Linked DNA regions of Rattus norvegicus: region 1 is linked to region 2. A link is a contact called in public Hi-C data. All regions are on one chromosome and are shown on one strand. Each heading gives the region's core, a stretch centred on a gene start, on an enhancer-like site or on the middle of the called end of the contact. The rest is flanking DNA. Distances are from core to core; before and after follow the strand shown. Region 1 holds the start of Hdgfl3 (HDGF like 3). Region 2 holds the start of C1h15orf40 (similar to human chromosome 15 open reading frame 40).

What was found. A called contact is a pair of places that touch in the nucleus more often than the background predicts.
Region 1: a Hi-C map of frontal cortex shows a contact between it and region 2, with 2.6 times the contacts expected there. The contact joins the promoter of Hdgfl3 here to the promoter of C1h15orf40 in region 2. A contact is called at or near these places in 1 of 12 Hi-C or Micro-C datasets (frontal cortex) and 1 of 1 datasets of contacts at active chromatin or transcription factors (oligodendrocytes).

The regions. Positions count from the first base shown.
Region 1 is chr1:145,283,785-145,287,406 of GRCr8, reverse strand. Hdgfl3 (HDGF like 3) reads left to right here and starts at 1,482. Exons shown (of 6, transcript NM_145785.2): 1 at 1,482-1,688. The coding sequence starts at 1,605.
Region 2 is chr1:145,139,310-145,142,717 of GRCr8, reverse strand. It overlaps C1h15orf40 (similar to human chromosome 15 open reading frame 40), which reads left to right and starts at 1,471. Exons shown (of 4, transcript NM_001024749.2): 1 at 1,471-1,595; 2 at 2,531-2,657. The coding sequence starts at 1,566.

The DNA of each region.
Region 1 (3,622 bases), core at 233-2,732, 140 kb before region 2:
AAATTTGGGATGCAAAAAGAAACCGCCAAGTACCGTGAACAAAGTAAATGCCTCTCAGGAAGAGGACTCTATACCCGGTCACTGGACGGAACGGCTATGTTAAAAAGCAGTTCTCCAGCACGAGTGAGGCAGATACTTGGAAAATCCACTTTCTGTAGAGGGGAGAAATGGCAGAGGGTAATTTACAAAAGAGAGCTGTCTTCTAAACTAGGTGCAGTACCAGCGGACATTTTAAAGGCAAGTTCACAGGGATGGAAGAGGCAGCATTCACTTGTTCACGGGCAGATTCAGAAAAGAGCAAGTTATTTTATTTACCTCTCACAAAGGAGAATGCTATAAAGATTCTCACTCCCAAAATGTCTTTTTCAAAGCAGCCAGTTGAAATCCAAATAAAACAACTGTGAATGCACACGTTGGTTCTAGACCTACTGACCTGTATAAAGAAATCTCCAGAAGCTGCTGTCCAGCATGTTAGCAGAATCGCAAACAACTGACTTGACTTGTCAGGGCAAGTCCTTTGCCCCAAAATTATTGGCCCATGAAGCCCCCACACAGAGAAGCATGACTTAGGCTATGGGCACTGAACCATATAGGTCCATCCATGTTCGAAACCCAACTGTGCCATCCTGTCTGTGAGAACCGGTCTTGACTCCAATGAAGTAGCTCGCCTTAGGTGGGTCACGTTGCATTGTTAAGGCAGACCTGGGGCAAGAACCTAAGGAGGTCGCTTGTTCTTTCCATCTGCCTACTGACCAGGCAGCGAGTCCCCAGTTCAGCTATCCCCCATGCCGGGGGCGCCTTTGTCCCTCCCACTCACCAGAGAGCATCCGCGGAAGTGACCCGCGGGTGGGGGGCAGCCAGAAGGGGGGTGCAGTCCGTGGGGGGTGGGCGCGAGCAGGAGGGGAAAGAGGGGCGGCCGGGTGGTGATTGGCTGGGCTAGCCAGGCAGCTCCCGGCCAAGAACAAAAGAGAGCAGGCGGCGGGCGTCCTCGGAGTAGGCGCTCCCACCCGCCGGGCACCGGCTTCGCTGCTGCGGGAGGACGCGCCCACTAGCAGCCGGCGGAGCAAGGCAGGCGGCGCGCGTGGTTTCTCCGAGAAAGCCGGCCGTGCACCTAGGAATTAACCGGCCGGCGCGCGAGGGGAGGGAAGCGGGGCGGGCGAGGGGTGGAGGGGGGAATGCTGAGCGCGCGCGAGAACAATAATAAGATCGTGTTTGCGGTCGCTGCCCGAGGAGGAATTCGGAGGAGGCGCGAGGCCCGGAGCTCGCACGGAACCCAGAAGCTCGGCGGGGAGGCGGCGGCTGCATGAGGCTGGCGACGCGGCTCCTGTGAGCAGCGCGCGGTGGTAGCGGCGGCGGCGGGACTCGGCGCGGCCGGACACGGGCTCCCCTCCCCCGCAGCCGGGCGGGGATCTGCCAGGCCTGCGGTGCCCCCCGCCCACCGCTTGCCTCGGCCTCTGCCTCGCTGCTCTCCCTCGTCGGAGCGGCCGCTCGAGCGCCCGGCTCGAGGCCCGCGGGAAGCGCGGCGCGGTCCGTCGTCCCGCGGAGGGGCGGCCTCCCGGCATCTTCGCGGCGACCAAGGACCAGCGGGCAGGGGAACCAACGGGATGGCGCGTCCGCGGCCCCGCGAGTACAAAGCGGGAGACCTGGTCTTCGCCAAAATGAAGGGCTACCCGCACTGGCCCGCCCGGGTGAGTACGGCGGCCGCGCGCGCGGGCCCGCCCGCCCACCATTTTCCCTTCATGATGGCGCGCCCGCCCCCTTTCCCCATCACCTCGGCTCGAGCCCGCCTCGCGGCTGGGCTGCGCACCGGGCTCCGAGCCGAGGTGAAGGTCCCGGGCTGCGCCCTCACCGGCTCGGCGGCCATCCTGACGCCCACGTTCGAAGGCGGGTCCGGCCGGACAGGCCCGACGTCGCCGACTTCCAAGAAGGTGACTGGGAAGCGGGCCCGGGGTGGAGGCGCCGGCTCCCAGCACTGTCCTGGGTAGACGCCCTAGTCCGGGGCGAACGTCGAGGCAAGTAGGAAAGCGAAAGGCTGCTCCCCAGCCGGCTAGAGCCGGTGACGGTCAGTCCTAGAAAGGGGTTAGTCGTGCCGAGGCCAGCGGCAGCCTCGTGGCAGCTATCTTCGATCTCAGAGCATCCTTCATCTTCCAGACTTGTTGAGTGTTCCCTGGGATCGATTGCCTGTGCCCCACCTGCCCTCTCATTGTCCATTGCCTCCCTGGTGCCCTGGTTCTTAGAAACTGACAGCAAATAGCCTGTCACCGACTGGTGAGTTCAAGGAGCTCCTTGTGCCTTTTCACCTCCATATTTGTTTTAGGTCGGTTTCCGAACCTTATTCTTGGCCTCCAACCAAACCCACGACAGCTCTCTTCTTCCTAAATAGCGAGGCTGTCCCTAGGTTTTCTCTAGAAAGCATCTGCATTTAATACACAGCATTCAGTATTTTTATTATGCTCCCTGACTGAGGAAGAAGCATTACCATGTGTGCGCACTTTATGTTGGAAAAAAAAATCAATCACTTTTACCTTTAATTTGTTTAAATTTAATAGTTGGCAGTTGACTGACTGAAATAAATATAGTTAAAAGATAGTTAAGGCAGTTTGGAGACAATGTTGGTATTCTTGAGGAACAAAAATGGTCAAGGGAAAAGCTGACAGAAAGCGGGAACTCATGTGTTGTGTGGTAATGAAGTGAAGATAACATGACCAAGGGGAAAATACACCCATTCGCACAAGGAAGTGACATCAAGAGGGGCAGGCTGAAACTCGGTGAAGTTGAGGTAATGGGTAGACATAATCATTTTGAAATCGTTTGTTTTGGCATGATTTAAAAATGGAAAGGACATAGGGCCAGGAATTTAGGGGATCTGGAGAGTGGTTCAGGCACTGTTAGGAACTAATCATTTTAACTGCCTGCACATCCATTTCTGTAACTTTAAAATAATCATCTCTAGGATTCCTTCCAACACTAACAACCTCAGGCATCGGGAGGAAAAAACAGTCTTACTCAGACTCCACTTGGCTGTGATAAGTTCTTCATGTATAAACTTCAAGTTCTTAAATAAGGCAAGGTTTCAGAGTAGAAGTACGGGTTGTTACGGTTTTGTTTGTTCTAATCTTACAAAATTGTATATAATACTTAAAGGGCAAGATTTGCAACTTTAGGGGTCTTTAGGGAGTCCCTGTGTCAAGTAAATAAATGGCTCTGTGAGGTTGTGTGTATATACTCAAAAGTGAAAGGTCACAGTCAGGCCATAGAATCTTGCCATTCTGAGAGTCAGAAGGGAAATACAATCTCATTAACATATTGCTCTCACAGGTTGACCACCTGTGGTCATTAGTGAAACAAAACTGCTACCGAAGTATTGCTAGTTGAACAAAAAAAATTCCTAGAAGGTTTAATTCAAACCAATATAAAAAGGGAAACAAGAAAGCAAAAGCCATTGGCTTCTCAGATTTAAAATGATACACGGAAGAAAAGCCCATGTGCTCACGATTACCTTCTTAAGGAACGTTCTGAGGCTCACAAAGACTACAGCAACATTTTGCATTTTCAAGGAAAGGTAAAGGTTAGAAGAAGAGGGTACTTTGAGGCCTTCTCTTGATTACATGTGCCTGATTGC
Region 2 (3,408 bases), core at 222-2,721:
TCATTTAAACATTGCTGTTTCAGTATCTACCCAACAATCTGAGATGGAATAGTTGCACTTTCAAACACTGTAGTTTAGGGCAACATGAAGTTTTCGGAAGACGTACACTTTCAAAGGAACAAATGCTTATAGTACTAGGCATCACTGCCCCCACCCCTTATGCCAGTCCCTTCCTCAGCCTTCTGTCTGTTCTTGTCCTCACATTCAAAAACTAAGAGGGAACCACAGCATTTATTTATTCTTCCTACCTGCCAAACAAAACAATCCTTAACTCCTTGGCAAATCTAAGATCAAGTTTTAAGATTTTTTAAAAACTAATATTACATTGGGTTTCTGCCATTTGGATCACAGACCCTATTCTTTCCAATGGGACAGGTGGCTGTGTGACAGATTGACCTGAGAAAGGCCCCTGTTCTTTCTAGCTAGTGTTGAAGTTTTTATACTCTGGAGGTACCTGTGGAGAAGGCTGAAGGGCTCCTTAGGGGACATTTCTTCCCTCTCCTTTACCCATCCAGCCACATGCTGGATGTAGTATGTAACACCTGATCATTCTGCCTGAGCCTAAAGCTGGTCTCAGCATCCCTAGTGTTTCAATTTAGTAGGCTTTACCCACTTTCTTACAACCACACCACATAGTTTGTCATATAGAAGTGGTGTCTCTAGGAGAGTGAGCTGAGATCTCATTCTGATCCCAACCTTTAGTGGCTGTTTGCAGCACTCACATTCCAGTCCCACCTGTTCCTGAATTTGAACACTGCAACCCTTTGACATTCGTCATACTCTCTCCCTCCTCTCCTCCCCTCTCCCCTTCACCCTCACCCACACCCCCTCACTGGTACAGGTCTGAGTTTCGGTTGTGTATTCAGGTTGCTCTTTAATTATTCCACTTGGATGTCTCCAATCATTTTAAACTTAATGTACCCTAAAAAATCTCCTCTCGGACACCCAAACCTGTTTGCTAGCCCTAGACTTGGGCATCATCAGATGATCTTCCCCCCGATCTGAGGTCATTCAGGTCCCAACGATCCTCAAAATGGTTACAAGCCATCTCCCATTTAGGTGACAGATCTTCCTACCTCTGGGCATATACTGTACAGATTCTAACCTAATTGGACAAGGCCAGTCCCTAACTTTAGCACTTGCATTGATTTGCCTCTGCTCCAGTTTCACGAGCGATTGTATCCCACTCCACAATGGATCTCTTACTCTCACACTGCCCAGTGCGAATTGCTTTGGTACCGCGTTGGGTAGGCGAGCACCGAGGCTCGCAGCTCTTGCCAATCCTGAGGATAGGTGGCTTTCCCTCTGGTGACAAAGATGGCTCACCAATGGATCACACCCCGAGGCTGGCAGGTTGCAAAGGAATGAAAACAGCGCCATCTCGAGGCGAGGTGGCGCTCTTAGGTGCGGACTGACGCGCATACCACTTCCGCCCTTGACGAGCGCAGGCGCATAGGACTCTTCCGCCATGCTGCCGCCTTCCGTGGCGCCTGCGAAGTTGTGATGCTGAAGCTCCTTGTAGGTCGCTGTGCTTGGCCTCTACTAGACTCCTGTGTGGTTCCACAATGCCTAAGAAAGCCGGTGCAACAAGCAAGGCCAGTTGCAAGTCCCGTGATGTGGAGAGGGTGGGCCACGGGGCTACACTGGCGGGGAACAGAAGGAGCGCCTGGCGGGCGGAAGACCTCCCTTCGGGTCCAGGTCTGAGACTTTCTAAGTCGCACATTAGCTCGCCTAAGGAACATTGGAGGAGTAGGCTCCTCTACGCACCCGCTGACCTCCGTCTTTGCTCCCGCACTCTGAGGGTTACACTTCCCGGCAGGCTATGAGTTCTGACCCCCAATAGCCTCCCAAAGGTGGCAGATCACTTCCTTCTGTCAAGGAGACTGCACTCCCTCCCCTAATATTTCCTGTTCTCTGTCGCTGTGATCCCAGCACCTTGAAGACACGGAGTATGGATCCTTATTCCTCTTCATACCCACTGTCTGTATATTGCCTAAGTTGTTAGATGGCATTAAAATGCCAGTCATTGTTCTTTCGGCAATAGACCCTAAACCCACTCTGAGCTGTGGGATGCATTGGTTATAAAGATGACTAACAAATGGCCCTTCTCTAGAGGAATAGAAACTATAAAGAGACTAGGGAACAAGTCCTAAGCTAGCAAAGAGATCTAAACAGGACACACTCCCTGCGCACACGTACACATACGTACACACACACACACACACTCACACACTCTAAAAGCTTTGACAAATGTAAGTAATTAATAGTCTCTGCTTGTAGGGAAAGTGAATTATAAGCCAACCAGGGAAAGCAGTCTAAGGAGAAAGGTGTGGACCAGGGCCAGGTCTTGCAGGGCAGTGCAAACACTGGTGGTTGGAGAGAAGTGGGTTGGACTGTGGAGGAACGTGGGACAAGCACCTTGGCTGCAAGCCCCTGGGTAGTGGGCCCAGTTTAGTGAAGATGAGGGTAGTGATGGGTCAAAATAAGTGAAGCATTTTGTTACCTATAAAATTGTGTGTTGTCATTTTAGGGTAAAAACCAAACCAAGGAACCAGAGACACCACCTCCCCCTACAGGGCCTGTAGCAACTGATTCTAAAGGCTTTGTCACCATAGCCATCCATGCCAAACCCGGCTCCAAACAGAATGCTGTGACAGGTACAGTCTGAGCACTGGGTGGGATTTGTATGTGGACCAAGCAGTTTCTTTTATCTTCTTTTTGACTTGTTATCTAAAAGTTTATCCTGTAACTGTAATAGTATTTTTATATCTGCATTTGGAAACGTCTCCACTTAAACATTCTATAGTCTCATATAAAGGTATTTGAAAGAAAATGTAAAAAAAAAAAAAAAAAGAAAGAAAAAAAATGTACAATATTTAATACCAAATCAGATAGACTCTCTATATCTTTTCCTTTTTAAAAATGTGGTGTTTTGGAGATGGGCCTGGTGTGTGTGAGTGTGTGTGTGTGTATCAGTAATTCACAAGTACTTAGGAACTGAGGCAGGAGGTCAGCTAGAATACAAATAAGACCCTGTCTCTAAACAACAAAATATTTAGGAAGGAAAGACACATTAGGAAATCTATGTATAGCTTAGATTATTCTTGATCATTCCTGTTCAAAGAGTAGAGGCACTGCTGGGGGAGAGTGATTCTTTGGTTTAGTTTAATGATCATTAGCCTCAAGATTGCCTGAGCTCTGAGACCCCTGACTGATTCCTATGTGAAGTTTGAGCTGCATTATCTTGAGGATCTTTATTTTCAAGATAAAGCTTTATGCGGGGCAGTAGTGGCACAGGGCTTTAATACCAGCACCCAGGAGACAGAGGCAGGCAGATCTGAGTTCGAAGCCAACCTGGTCTACAAAGTAAGTTCCGAGACAGTGAGAGAAAGTACACAGAGTCCCTGT